2 separate regions of the Mus musculus genome follow, and region 1 is linked to region 2. The links are chromatin contacts, called in public HiChIP or PLAC-seq maps. All regions are on one chromosome and are shown on one strand. Each heading gives the region's core, a stretch centred on a gene start, on an enhancer-like site or on the middle of the called end of the contact. The rest is flanking DNA. Distances are from core to core; before and after follow the strand shown.

Region 1 (6,830 bases), core at 1,951-4,450, 170 kb after region 2:
CTTCGTTTTTTGCTGTCTAAGAAGGAAAGAGAAAGAACCATTCACCAGCTCATTACTAGGTTTCTGAGCCAGCAACAGCTTTTCACAAATTAGATAAAGAGGATTGGAGTTTGGAGCAGGGGACCAGATGTCTGGTGCTCAGAGTCTTTGTAGTCTCTCAGTGATTCACCACTGCTTCTGCTCACATTACTCCCCTCTCTCTGCTGAGATGATGGTCATAATGTTTAGGAAGATGTAAGTGCTTTGCCTCCTGCTTCTCCCATTCTCTGGGGCAGGTAACATTTACTCCAGCCTCAGTCTCGCTTGGGGGTGCATCAGGAGGCACAGCTCCAACCCAGGCCTGGCAGGCTCCGCAGCGGTAGGCTCCACCTTTATCTACAGACTGTTAGCAAGGCCCAGTGCACTTAAGTGCTTCAGGTGCTCGGAGGCCGCCAGCCTTGGCTGAAACAAAGCCAGGTTCGCATCCTCTCCCCACCTGTCCTTTTTGCCAGTACATCCAGTCACTGCTGGCTCCACCTGCCCCTTAGCCTGTATCGTGGTCTTCAGATGCTGTTTCTAACTCGGGCACATTTCTCAGTGGAGATCAAACCCTTACGTCTGCAGCATCCCTACCTATCCTCATCCCTCCTCCTCGTACTCTGTTCCCTAAATGGCTCCTGCCCTATCCTTGCTAGGAAACGTCTTGCTGTGAGCAGAACCCATTCTGGTCAGTGTTATACCCAGCATAGAGGGGCCCCTCAGCTCTATGGGGTGGCAGGTAAATTAAGACGGACAGGACGCCCCATGCAGTGATACCCACCTTATCCTGTCTGTCTGTGTGCAGCTTTGCCATATCAAAAAGAGGCCGCCTGCTACTTGCCGATGACATGGGCCTAGGGAAGACCGTCCAAGCCATCTGCATAGCAGCTTTTTACCGAAAGGAATGGCCACTGCTGGTGGTCGTGCCTTCCTCTGTGCGCTTCACCTGGGAGCAGGTTAGTTCTCTGTACCGGAATCATTGGGAAAGGCCTCCTTAGGGTTAGAGCATCAAAATAACAGTGCCGGGGCAAGCCCTGGGGTCTTTTAAGGTTTAGATGTGGGTCAAAGACCAGCAGAAAACTAAGCTGGTCCTGAGGACAGGGAATCATGTTATCTCCACAGGGAGGAAAGCCAAGCAGTTGCTAGCTTAGGGATTTCTTGCCAGTCCCTCAGCAGATACTGTACCTCTGTGCTCTTGTAAATAAGACCTTCTATTCACCCTGCACCCGATTTCTGCAATGCCTTTATTTCCTTTTGTCTCTCCAAATCCTGTGACATGATACCCAATGACCCACTTTTCAGATAAACAAACAAAATCTCAGGGTCAAGAGCTTTGCCTCCTAAGGAGGCAGCTGCCTGACTTTAGATCAGTGCTTCGTCTGCCCTAGGGTGGTGTGCATAGTGTGTTTAGACCACCTAATAGATGGAGGCCCGATGTGAACCTTGAATAATTAAATCCCTCTAAGCAAACCCAGTGAAGGAAGGCCCAGCTCATTCCCAGAGCTTGTGGCTTTGTGCTGCTGGTGTGGTGCCAGTCTCCTTACAGGTTAATTAAGCTCTTCCTAAGGTCCCAGAGTCATGGTACAGAGGATGCACCACAGCCTGCTGCTGGTAAGGTCTGGATCCTGCCACTACCTGTGGAAAGTGTCATCATGCATCTGTAGGGGCTAGATTTCCCTCGGAAAGTCCAAAAGAGTCAGGCCACTGCTCATAACCAGAGAAGTGATGTCAGGACATGGCACATGCAAGCAAAGGGAAGGGGACACCTAAGTGCTGGGGCTTCCGTGTGGAGACACCCAGTGGCCTTCCTAAGGCTCCTAGATACCTGGTTTATTGAGTGATCCATTGTGGGGGACAGCGGGGGGGGGGGGGGGGTTGAAGAAAACAGTGACATAAATGTTTTCATTGTGCCCAGGAAGCACAGTTTTCTTGGAAGAGCTACATTCTTCTCCAACAGGACCATCTAGAGATCACAGAGGGGAAGGCACAGGCATGGGAAGGCCTGCTCATGGGAGAGTCCTGTCGGGAAATTAAAGGGTGGGCTAAAGGCAGACAGAGGTGACCAGAGTGTGTTAGATGCAGGAGGCTGTGAAGAGGAACTGTGTCTTCAGGGAAGGTTAAACTTGCCCCAAATCCCACCCCCCAGTGTTGATGCCTTGGCTGGAATCACTGCTTTCTACTGTCCTTTCCCCTGCAGGCCTTTCTTCGGTGGCTTCCATCTCTTAGCCCAGAGAACATCAACGTGGTGGTGACCGGGAAGGGCCGCCTAACAGCTGGCTTGGTCAATATTGTCAGCTTTGACCTCCTTTGCAAGTTGGAGAGGCAGCTAAAAACCCCTTTCAAAGTCGTCATTATTGTGAGTAATGGCATAGCCCTGAAGTACTTTGTTTGTCTAGACACTCGGAAGGGCTCCACAGATTTGGGAATTTGTGTCCTCCTTGGTCCTCTTTGGGCTTTGCGGAGAGAGGGCAATAGAAATCGCTGCCTTTCTTTTATAGAGAATGATTTTTTTATTCCCTTCCTGAAGCAGCCCTTAAGCCTATGTGCCAGACTTTCCTGAGGAGCGTTTTAAACAGGTGGGACGAGTCTGTTCAAAGGTTTCTAGTCCGCCCCTCCTGTATTGGCAGGCTAGGGATGGAGACCAGCATGTTGCACAGCAGACCATTCTAGGTCCCAGACTACAGCTGTGTCAGGAACAGTGTGTGCCTGCATTGGTACCGACTTGTCAGCACTGCGGAGCCATACAGTTCAGCAGTCAATGATTCTCTTCCAGCTGGTGTGAAGACACGCCCCCATCCCTGCTAAAAGGAAATCAGTTTTTACTTGAGTTGTTCTTAGAGATATCATCACCTGCCTCCAGAGCCGAAGGTGCTGCTTTCAGCCACTGGCTTTCTTTTTCATCTTTGCACACTTGATGAACATCTGGGGAGACTTGGTGGCCAGCCAGCTGTCAGTGTAGAGTATGTAAACATGGTTCTGAATACAAACACCACAGGAGCTCAGAGCAGAGAAGGAGACGTGATTGCAGACCCCAGGAGATGTGTAGTGTGTTCTGGACATGAGAACCACCCTGTGTTCCTTAGTGTGTGCAAACGAGAACACATACTTTATCAACGCTATTTTGGGAATCTGAGTCTGTGGGGGAGCCGTGTTGGGCTTGGCATGGATTCAAGTGTGGTTTTGAAAGGACGCCAGCATTCCAGTGAGGTGAAATATTAAACGAAACATCCCAGGATGGTCACAATGGCTCCGGGATGTGGGGACGGTGGTGGCTGCCTTTCCTGACTATGCCCCTGTCTCAGGTGTCCCACCTGCAGCCACTGCTCTCCCCTGTGGTCCCAGGCAGTGCCACCTCTAATTCACTCGAGCTGGCAGCGTGGGCACATCCGGCCTTGCCCCACAGTCATGTCGGCTGAAACTTTGTGGCCTCGAAATTGATGTGTTTCTGTTCCTGGCTCATCGCTCAGTCAGCCTTGAGGTGGAGGGCAAGCTGCTTGCCGCTAGTGTTACCTTGTCCTCAGATGAAGCAAACAGCTTGCCATCTTCTGGCTTCTCTGTAGCAAGGGACGAAGTGGCAGCTCTGAGAAGCACTTGTCACCGACGAGGCTTCTGCTCATGGTTGATGCTGGCAGGAGAACCTTTTTATCTGGGCTTAAAAGGGCCAATTCCCTTTCATGCCTGACACATTTTCTGCAACTTCTCTCTATAAATGGTGTTCTCATGACTTTCATGAGGGTTTACCATGAATCAGGATCATGAATGTAGTAGCCCCGGCGTCTGGGGGGTGCTATCTTGACAACTAGGGACAGGTCACCTCTCACTCTGTCTATTGTGTCTTTGAAGCCCCACACCCACCCCCTTTTAATCATAAAAAATGGAGCAGGTTGGGAGCTTATAGATTCTCGCCGGGACAGAGGTACCACCACTAGTGGCCCCTGGTCCAGGCAGTCCTCCTTAGGTGGCAGGATGGCTTTGAGGGCTGCCCCTGTGTTCGCTTATTTCAGACATGGCAAGCTGATATGCTTATATCCATTTTATCTGATAGCATGATATGTATTTTATAGGTAGAGAAGCTGGTACCATAGACAGGTCATTTAGTGGCTCAGAGTCAATTAGCAATGTGCCAACCTAAGATTTTCCCTTCTGGGAAGGAATATGTTCGTCATTCCTTTGTCTTTAGAAAATAAGGCACATTTTATGTTTGTTTATTTACAGAATGTACAACTATAAGTCCATCAAATGCTATATTTCTAGCACAGTGTCCCCCCAGAGGACAGGGATCAGTCTGTTTCTCCTTCTTCAGTTCCCACAGTGCTTTGTGTGCACGACTATGGTGGCATGATTGTCTGGTCTAATGCCAGTGTGTCTGCTGCCAGTGTGTCTGCAAAGGCTGAGGGCAGTGCCAGACCTCAGAACTTGACACCAGTTGAGAGCATGTAGGAGGTCTCCAGCACGCCTGACTAACGCCATGCAGTTGTGAGGCGTCTCCCACAGGGTGGCAAGGCACCTGTCAGGGGTTTGTCCACCTATGTACCCAGTGGGCAGATCGGGGCACATATTCACTAACCCCCTTTCCAGGTGGAAGACTGCCCTAGAGAAAGAGACAATATCTTATCCAGTGTATAATAAAGAACCTGCCCCAAGTCTGGGCCCTTCCCGAGTGTACTGGTCCATCACCTTGAACAGCTATAGGTCAAGGGAGGCAACCTCCTGGCAGATACCAAGCCAGGCTCAAGTCAGGTGGGCTGCTGTGGATCAAGGACTGCCCATTCACCCATGTGGTTGTCTGTTGCAGGATGAATCACACTTCCTCAAGAACATAAAGACTGCCCGCTGCCGAGCAGCTGTGCCTATCCTAAAGGTGAGTGTGGCCCAGAGGAGACTTAGGGCCCTAACACGACACTTGCTCAGACAGGAGGGGTATGCAGGCCAAACAGATGCCGCCACGCTGATGAGCTATGTGCAGTGTTGACACTGGGCATCTCTCCTTGGGCTATGTGCTTGTTGTATTCTGCCACGAATCCAGTCCACGTGAAGTCCTATTGAGAGTCCAGACTCAGATGGGAAGGGACCCTGAGTCTTCTCCTTGGCTTTCTGCCAGCACAAGAAGCCTGTGACAGTGTGTCACTAAACAGCTCAGGAGAAACTGCATCTCTTGTAGTAGCAAAGCTGTCGCGGTGGGAGGCGTTATCTAAGAGCAGCCAGGGCTGTGGGTGTCAGAGAATAACCTCAGGCAAAGCTGAGGCTTGCCCGCTGAGCTGATTGATCCTTTACGCTGGCCAGGGACTGCGGTTAACTGAAGGCCAGCAGGTTACTTGTTTCCTTCGTGTTTTCGGGTCTGCACCTGCCCCTGAACACACACACACACACACACACACACACACTCAGGTCTGCACCTGCCCCTGAACACACACACACACACACACACACACACACACACACACGCACGCACGCACGCACGCACGCACGCACGCACGCACGCGCGTGCCCGGGCTGGTCTGCCTTGAGAGCAGGCAGCAGTGGGCCTGAGAGCAGGCTCAAGTCTTTCTCAATACACACTCTGATGTAGTTCTGTCCTTGTCTTTGTCCTGTGTTCTGTACCTCACTCCTCAGAGATAAGCCCCCCAAATGCCATTTATCCCCCCAAGGTTAGGAAGTAGGGGAGTACCAACATAACGCTTCCTGGTGGGCAGGGGAGAAGCTACTCACAGATGACTTTGGGGGAACTGCTGCTTGGCATGGACTGAGCAAACTGGCACTCAGTTAATCACCCTGTGTAGTGTGTGAGTGTTGAAAACCACAGCATTTAGTGGGGCGTGGTGGTGCATGCCTTCACTATCAGCACTTAGGAGGCAAATGCCAGGCAGATCCACATAGTCCCAGGACACCCAGGGCGACATAGAGACCCTGTCTTAAATACATAAACAAACACAAATAAAACCACAGCAGTTACTGCTCAGGACGAGCGTTTGTTTTTATGTTAACTAAGGAAAGCAAACACATCAAATGCCAGCCAAGCTCACTGTCTGTTTCCTACCTCTCCACAAAGCTGTCTAAAAAGTAGTTTCAGCTCCAATTTTTTAAAATAACAATAAGTCAAGGTTATGTTGTATGCTCCAGATCAAAAATGTAAGTCTTTAACCTAAGCTTGACTCCATTATAAACTTCTATATGTCAGTATCCGCTTCTGAACACACCTAAATGAAATATCGCCCCAGGGTGGTGACCTGTTTAGGGGAAACCTTTAATATGCTCTCCTTAGAAAAATATTAATACATCTTGGTACCATTGTCCAGTATTATAGAGACAGTAAAATTAAATCTCTCCCTCTGTTGACAAAAGAAATTGCACAGTAGAATAATTCTGTATTTGAGTTCTGATATGACATCATGTTAGCAACCGCTTTGGTGTTGAGTTGTTGCCTGGGTGGGCGCATGGCGCCTCTTAGTGGGGTCTGAAACGAGTGTCTATGGCCAGACTTCTAGAAACAGCATGCACATCTTCAATATCCTGGGTATATTTCAAAGTGAAGTTTTAAAATGACTATTAATTTGGAGCTGAGAAGAAAGGATGGACCATCTAGAGACTGCCACACCCGGGGATCCATCCCATAATCAGCCTCCAAACACTGACACCATTGCATTTCAGCAAGATTTTGCTGAAAGGACCCAGATATAGCTGTCTCTTGTGAGGCTATGCCGGGACCTGGCAAACACAGAAGTGGATGCTCACAGTCAGCTATTGGATGGAACACAGGGCCCCCAATGGAGGAGCTAGAGAAAGTACCCAAGGAGCTGAAGGGGTCTGCAACC
Region 2 (7,644 bases), core at 1,594-4,093:
CCAGAGAAAGAGCATGGTCGTCACCATAGCTCTGATGATGTGCAGAGTCCGCTATATTTGAACACTATCTTGGAAGAAGACAATCCACATAACAAAGAGTTCCCATGAGTGTTTCAGGTAAATGACCTGTTCTGGACCACATTGAGAACTCACACCCTTATTCTATTTGTTTTTAATTTTTGTTTGTTCTGTTTAATGTCCTATGTATCCCAAGCGGGCCTTGAACTCGCTATGTAGTTTGACCTCCCAGTCCTCATACCTCTCTCTCCTGGGTGCTGGGAATGCAAGCATGTGGTGCTTGCTTGATGCAGTGCTGGGTATTGAACCCAGGATTTGGGCATCTAGGCGAGCACCCTACCAACCGAGATGCAGCCCCTCCATCCCTTATCAAGACAGCTTATTTGTAGTTGTGGGTTTCGTTTAGTTTTAAATTGTTCAGTGTGTTTTCTAAGCCTCTGGATTTTAAGATTTTTTGGGAAGTAATCTTTGTAAAGTACTCCCCCAGCTAGGGGCTTCCTACTAGTGACTACTCATCCAACTACAATTACTAATGATTCACCATGTACGTCCCACCTATGATACTGCCTGACTGTCCATCAATCATAAAGAGGGAGGGACCGGTCAGGGTGAAGGGAGGAGCAATCTTTGGTACTTGACCTCTGCCCAAGCTTTCTCTGGGACGCCTAATTTGAATGCTGTTCTCCGATCCTCAAAGGAAAGTATTCAAGGAACCTGGACCTGCACCTCCCATCTCAGATTCTCTCAATTCTTTGAAATGGGTGGAGCTCATGAGAGATCATTCTAGCATCTTTGAAATGGACCCAATGGGTGGAGCTCACGAGAGATCCTGCTAGCATTAATACTTGTAGGAGCCTTGGGCTGTATCCTGGGAAGGGGTTGAGAGTAGTTCCTGCTTTGACCTGGTGGAATCCATTTGTTAAGAAGCCAAAAAAAAAAAAAAAAAAAAAAAAAAAAAGCCAAGAATCTCATTGTTTTGATGCGGTCACATACACACACATACCATGTACATACATGCATCATGTGTACCTATGTATCCATACACACATGGATGCATGTTGAGGGCAGCATACCTGTCTGCCCTAGCAGCTGTACTCTCAAAGATGAAATAATGACACGATGAACTCTTGCTAAGGAAGCATAGAAAACAGAGAAAGAAAAGTGGCTCTCACTGGAGGAAAAAGAGCAAGCAAGGAAGGAAACCCGGGAAAGAGACATGAGTGCTAGGGAAAGAAATTTTATTTCCAAGCTTTTAAGAGAATATTACAAACAACAGAGAGTTTTTTTTTTAAAAAAAAACCCTAAAAACTAGTTTAAAAAAGTACTTGACAGTGTCCATTTAATACCCAAGGATGGCATGTCCATTGTGCAATGACAGTAAGAAACTCTGCAGGTGACCACCCAGTGGCCTTCCCTGGCAGGGTCCTGGAACACACTGGTGGGCTCCTACGACAGTGCTCCCTGACTGCCTCCTTGGTGTGCCTGGCTGCACCAGAAGGACCAGGAGCACATAGCCCAGAGCACATAGCCCAGATCACAAGGCAAACTGCCTCTTTAGGGAGGGGACCAGTACCAAGCAGCTAGGAATACTTAGTTAGGTGTTCACGCCTTCCTTGAGATACACAGGCCAGTGTCACCCCACACTGCAGCAGACCCAGATGTGTGTGTGTGTGTGTCTGTGTGTGTGTGTGTGTATGTGTGTGTGTGTGTGTGTGTGTGTGTGTGTGTGTGCGCGCTCAAGCACGTGAATGCGTGTGTGTTTCTCTCTGTGTCTTTGTGTGTGTGTTCACAGGCATTTGCTCGCACACGCATGCGTGCATGCGTGCATACATATGCGTGTGTGCTTGCGGGCCTGCCTGTGAGAATGCCAATGCGAAAAGGACATGGCACTGCATTATCCTGGTTATAGACGGGGCTCAGTAATGAGGAAAATCATCCCTGGCCTGACAGCTTTGAAGGCTGACGCCACAGCAGCGGAAGTGTGCTTGAGCCACTCATGAGAAGTCTTCACGTCTCTCCACATGCACATGTATGTACATGAGTCCCCCACATCCTGTAAACATCTTTGAGCCAAATCACCGTAAGGTAAACAAGGAAACAAAAAGATCTCCATGTCTAAACCTCAGCCTTCTTTGAGTTCATGTTACAGCTAGGAAAGTTCTTCCTGGGGGACCCAACCCCATTTCTCTGGCCTGGCATACCAACAACTCCCTTCCTGAACCGTCTCCAGGGGATCCCTAAAGCCATTTGAGTCACTGGAATTTTACAGAGTGTAGAGGCCTTCAGCAAACATTAGGACCACCAGCTCACAAGGTCTCTCTCTCTCTCTCTCTCTCTCTCTCTCTCTCTCTCTCTCTCTCTTGTCTCTCAGTTACTCAGTGCTAGGAAGCAGCAGCACCCAGGTGGCCCTTTGTTTTCTCTCTTTGCTGCCCTTAGACCCCCAGGCACAGCAGGTACCCCAGGTACCAGCCACCATTTTCTGCCCACCCTTTTCTGGGTGTCTTGCTACTTGTGGTTCTCTGGGAGGGGTTGTTTTCTTAGGGCAGATTCCATTTGTCCCACCCATTGTTGTGAAGTTTGTGTTGGTTTTCCCTTGCTGTGGAACCAATGGACTGGGAATCGTAAGGGCTCTCCCTCAGGCGGTCTCCCCCATAGCTCCCCTTGAGGCCCACCATTCCTGATCCCTGGGCCCCTCCTGGCCCAGACTCTTGTGGTGTGTATGTGGTCTCAACCTGCCTCCCAGGCCTCCTTTCACACTGTGGTGACTCTCATGACAAGCTCTCGGCCGCTGCCCTGGGTGCTCCGCTGGTCATGAGGTCTCAAGTGACTCAGGATGTGTAGGATGGTGTAAGCACAGTGGTGTTGGGACACAGGGCCTGAGGGGTGGCTGGCGGCCCTGGTGGGGCCCTCTTCACGGGCAGGCGGGCTGGCTGCCTCCTCTTCCGCAGAGGGTAGGTTGGCTTGGGCAGATGAGGAAGTCTGTAGGTTTGTCCTGCCTCCTGATTTTTGATCCTCTAAGTCTTTTGTCTTGTCATAGTTCAGCACTTTCCACTGCTGGTTTACAGCCTGCCAGCGTTTAAAGATGCGATATACCGAGGGCCCTTCGTGGATGATGAGGCCTGCCAGGAAGAGAAGAAGACAAAGGCTAAGCAAAGAAAGCAACAACTGGGGGAGAGAATGCCACTGCATCCTTAACTTACACAGACACGGGCACTGGAGAAGCTGGGGTCTCTCTGTGTTGCTTTTATTCTAAATCTGCCTTCCAGCTCTGAGCCACATGACTCCAGAGCACCACTAGATTCCCAGACTCCATGAGTCACCAGAAGGGAGAAGGTCACAAAATAGCTGGGCTTTGCATGAACTGCCTTCGCCTGCTTCCGCTCCATCCTGCCCCCTTCTTGGCTTGGCACAATTCAAATTCTTCAATGACATCATAATAAAAATATTTTTTCCTTCCCTGTATTACATATTCATGATGCCCTGTGCTTACCAGGTGTTGAATGAATCATGTGCTTTTAAAGGGCAACAGCCATGAAATCCTGTGGTCATCGTGGTCCTGCTGAATGGGAACTGAAACTCCGCTCTAGCTCTTTGCACAGCCAATGCTACTGAAATACGGATCCCCGTGGCCGTCTGAACATCCTTGCAGTTATATTGGCCAAATCCATTGGGAGCCATTGGAAACAAACCATGTCTGGCAACAAGGCAAATGGATATCAATTTTAGGCCTACTGTGTGCAAAGCACTTAGGATGGGGCAGTGCCTGAGATGGGAAGTCCTTTCCTTAGAGAGCTTATGTTTAAGTTAAGAGGCATATACAAAATGTACAAATGAATCCACCAGACTCTCTTCCTGTGTGGGCACATGCTAGGAGGAAGATGAAATAGGATTAAATAGCCCTTAGCTGCAGGCAACTGGGGTCTTGTTTTGGCAAGAGGGAAGAAAGAAGCAAGTTTCAGAGGAATTGGCAAGTTTAAGTTGAGACTTAAATGAGAAGGAGAGTTGTGTGCAAAGATCTGGAGAGGGCACTCATCTCTGGTGGGAAACGCAAGTGCACAAGCCAGGAGGCAGGAATGCGATGACCAAGGTTGAAACTGAGGTTGGCGTGCCTACCGCAGCGCAAGCCCGTGGATGTGGCAAGCGGAGGAGAAGGTGGCCGGAGCCCCCGTTATGATCGTGTCTTGCATTGTATCCAGGGTAATGAGAGGCAACCGAGTAGATTTGGAAGGAGGAATGGCATTGAAAGATTTTCTCTCTAAGAAAATTCGCTGGTGCTCCAGAAGGGTCACGTATAGAATTATTCTAAAATGAAGCAGGAAGGGAAGCGGTAATTGAAGCTGGAAACTGTGGTGCTGGGGACAGGGCAGTGCCGTGCGTGAGATGTCTTGGAGTCAGGATGTATGCTGTGGGTATTGCTGACAGTCTGGCTGACAAGTGAGCTGTGGGCACAAGAAGCATCTGGAAGCTCTGAAGGTTCTGATGCCACAGCTGGATGGTGAGGATCATTTGCAGAGACATCGATGGTCCCAGGGCTGGCGTGTGGAGCTGCATGGTGATGGTGACTATTAATTCACTATGGCTGCTATAATAACTGTCCGGAGGGTAACAGGTAGCCCACAGTGGTACAAATATGCTCTCTTACAGTTCTGGGGTCGGTCTTACCAGGCCAAAGTGCAAACATCACTGGGGCCTATACCCCCAGAAGCCTTGGAGGGAGAATATTTCCTTACCTTTTTCAACTTCTAGAAATGGCCATTGTCTTTCCCTCTTTCTCACATCATCCCACCCTCTTTCTTCTGTCATCACATTTATTAATCTGTCATCACATTTTTCTTTGATATTCTATTAATAAGAACTCTAGTGATTACGTGGAGGGACCACTGGAATAACTCAAGATAATTTCCTCACTTCAAGATGCTCAAATTAGCCATGTTTGCAGAGTCCTGTCACAAAAGGTTAACAGTTTCAGGATGAGGCCCTGTGTGTCTTTGGGGGCCATTCTTCACCTTACTGCAGTATTAACAGTCACATCTTAGTTATGGTAAGTTTAAGATGTCTGCTAAAAATCCAACTGGTCGATCAAACGGCAATAAGATTGAAGCTGAGAACTTAGATGATGCACTGGCTGGTTTTGTGTCAATTTCACACAAACTAGAGTCATCAGAGAGGAAGGAGCCTCAGTTGAGGAAATGTCTCCATGAGATTCAACTGTAAGGCATTTTCTGAATTAGTGATCAATGGGAAAGGGCCCAGCCCATGGTAGGTGATGCCATCCCTGGGCTGGTGGGTTCTACAAGAGAGCAGGCTGAGCAAGCCATGAGAAGCAAGTCAGTAAGTAGCATCCTCCACGACCTCTGCCTCAGCTCCTGCCTCCAAGAGCCTCTCCTGATTGGATTCCTATACTGATTTCCCTGGGTGATGGACAGCGATGTGTAAGTAAACCTTTCATTTTCAACTTGCTTTTCAGTCATGGCATTTTGTTGTAGTAATAGAAACCCTAACTAAAACTAACTAAGACAGATGGTGCTAGAATTTTGGGGAACGGAGGTGGTACTGTTGTTTAAGTGCATCTTCTTAAACACTCAGAGGTTAGTAATGAGTTAGTATTGAAAATTGGGTCCTCTTACACAGTGATTAGGCCACAAGAATGCACTCCTCATGAACAGATTACATGCCTTACCAAGAGCCTTGACTGACAGTTGGTTTTCACGTGTCCTATGTTTTGCTATGTGATGATATTTCAAGAAGTCTCTCACCATGGCTGGGGACATGACTCAGGGTAAAGCGCTTGTCCTATGCTTGGATTCCCAGAGCCCACTCAGGGTCTTCATGTTTTCAAGCCAAACAGTTTAGTTAATGGTCCTATATATAACCCCCAAGTATGTTTTAGCATCCCCTTTCCTATCCTGAAATACAGTTCATAAGATACTATAAGACTGCTATGCATTTTTTAATTAGTGGAATGCCTTAATAGATAATTAGTAGACAGAATAAGACAAAAGAAGTCACTTGCAAGAAAAAGATGAAACCAAAGTCAATATAAGTGCTGGAGTACAGCTGTATTAGAAAACAAAACACACTAGAAAAAAATCACGTGGAGCGAGGTAGCTCAGATCCAGAAAGACAAATGTAATCGGTGCCCTTCTCGGCCATTGTCAGAGAAGCGTTCTCCTGCAGCAGATGGGAACAAATACAGAGACCCAGCCAGACATCATGCAGAGAGTGAGAGACTTTGGGATACTCAACCCTATATAGTATGTCTCCATCAGATCCCTCCCTCAGGGAGGCCAGCCAGTAGCCAGAGGCAGTGAGGAGAAAGGGGGTAAAGAAAGAGGGATGCACTTAAAAGGGGTCTTCTGAAAGATGGAGGATCAATGACAGCATGGATGTCCCAGCAGGTAGAGAGATGCCTGTGGACTACTTCTTGGCCCACAGCCTGAGAAGGGATGAACAGCCACTATAGAGACAGATACAGGGATGCAGTATCTTAGAGTCCAGCTGCTCTGATGAAAGAAGCACCCAGAGCTGTCCAGAGGTCACCATGGAAAGTGGCGGAAGGAATGAGCAAGACAAGAAGAGGATGCTTGTCTGAAGAACGAAGAGGTTGGAAGGCTGAGCCTGTGACAGTGGAGATGGCTTGCTATGAATGACAAGGTGGGATTTGTCCTGCGGCCACGGAAACCTCAGGGCAAGAGCTAGCTCATAGGAACAGCATGGACTGCTTACCATAGCCCAAGTCTGCTTTAATGCATGTGGGGGATAGGGAAATGGGGAGCCCCAAGGAACAAGCCTGGAGCAAGAGTAGGGTTGAGACATGTCCAGACTCTGGAAATCTTATCCTGAGGTTAGCAGGAGTAGGGTCATTAGTGCCCTGCCCTGGGCCTGCGTGTTGGGTGTACATAGCCCTGTACCCCAACCTTTGCCCCACTGCAGGATGACATGTAAGCAGGTTAAAGTTCCTTTCCCCTTATAAAGTCATGTCCAAGAAGCACCTCCTTGTGCTAATGAGGCACCTCTAGCACCCTGGCCCCTGCCAATGCTGTACCCTCACTTCCCAAATGTTTAAATAGTCTTTGTTCCCCCATTAAAATGAGCTATCTCACTGAAGCTGCCTCGTTCTGTTCTGTGCTCACACCCACTGCCGCCTGAGGCCACTTAGCTCCCAGACTTCCCACCCTGCTCCTTCCCCTCTGAGGATCTACCAGTTGTGATCCCAGAGCATCATGGGGGTGGGAACAGAGCCTGAAAGGCAGATGCAGATGCTGGGAGAGGAGAGCAGTCACCCACTGCCACTTCTTCCACTATCCAGCAGCTCCTGAAATTGCATTTCTCTCTCTGTATCTTCAAGGGTTCACTGAAAGACACATTGGTTCCTAGCCCTGGGTAAACACCATCTCTCGGAGAGGAAACACCAACATCTAAAGTGTCCTAATAGTTTAGAGGGAACATAATTTCCTAAAGACCCCCTGTGAGCCCCCTTGCTCAGTGTGATGGGTACTAGACAAATAGGCTTCCCCTCTTCCACCAGGGTGCCCACTCCCATTACTTCTGCTTACCCTTAAATGTATACCTATGCATTGATGGTACTGAGGTCATTTGTTCATCTGTTTCTCCGGCGTACCTTGT

The links. HiChIP or PLAC-seq counts read pairs in DNA pulled down with a chosen protein or histone mark.
Region 1: an HNF4G HiChIP or PLAC-seq map of pancreatic cancer cells shows a contact between it and region 2. The contact joins two enhancer-like sites. A contact is called at or near these places in 2 of 484 Hi-C or Micro-C datasets (nephron progenitors and pre-B cells), 2 of 115 datasets of contacts at active chromatin or transcription factors (large pre-B cells and pancreatic cancer cells) and 2 of 9 other capture datasets (embryonic stem cells and pancreatic islet).

Annotation. Positions count from the first base shown.
Region 1 is chr1:72,596,556-72,603,385 of GRCm38.p6, forward strand. Smarcal1 (SWI/SNF related matrix associated, actin dependent regulator of chromatin, subfamily a-like 1) reads left to right here. Exons shown (of 17, transcript NM_018817.2): 7 at 824-974; 8 at 2,216-2,374; 9 at 4,814-4,879. Among named protein-coding and RNA genes, the nearest start is that of Smarcal1, 17 kb to the left of the region's middle. Within about 2 kb of position 3,201, at least 54 of the 459 cell types and tissues checked have an H3K27ac peak or open chromatin away from gene starts, as enhancers often do. A contact at or near this core is called in pancreatic cancer cells, where this site is marked.
Region 2 is chr1:72,425,873-72,433,516 of GRCm38.p6, forward strand. Marchf4 (membrane associated ring-CH-type finger 4) reads right to left here. Exons shown (of 4, transcript NM_001045533.2): 4 at 1,240-3,137. The coding sequence ends at 2,770. Among named protein-coding and RNA genes, the nearest start is that of Gm39661, 17 kb to the left of the region's middle. Within about 2 kb of position 2,844, at least 103 of the 459 cell types and tissues checked have an H3K27ac peak or open chromatin away from gene starts, as enhancers often do. A contact at or near this core is called in pancreatic cancer cells, where this site is marked.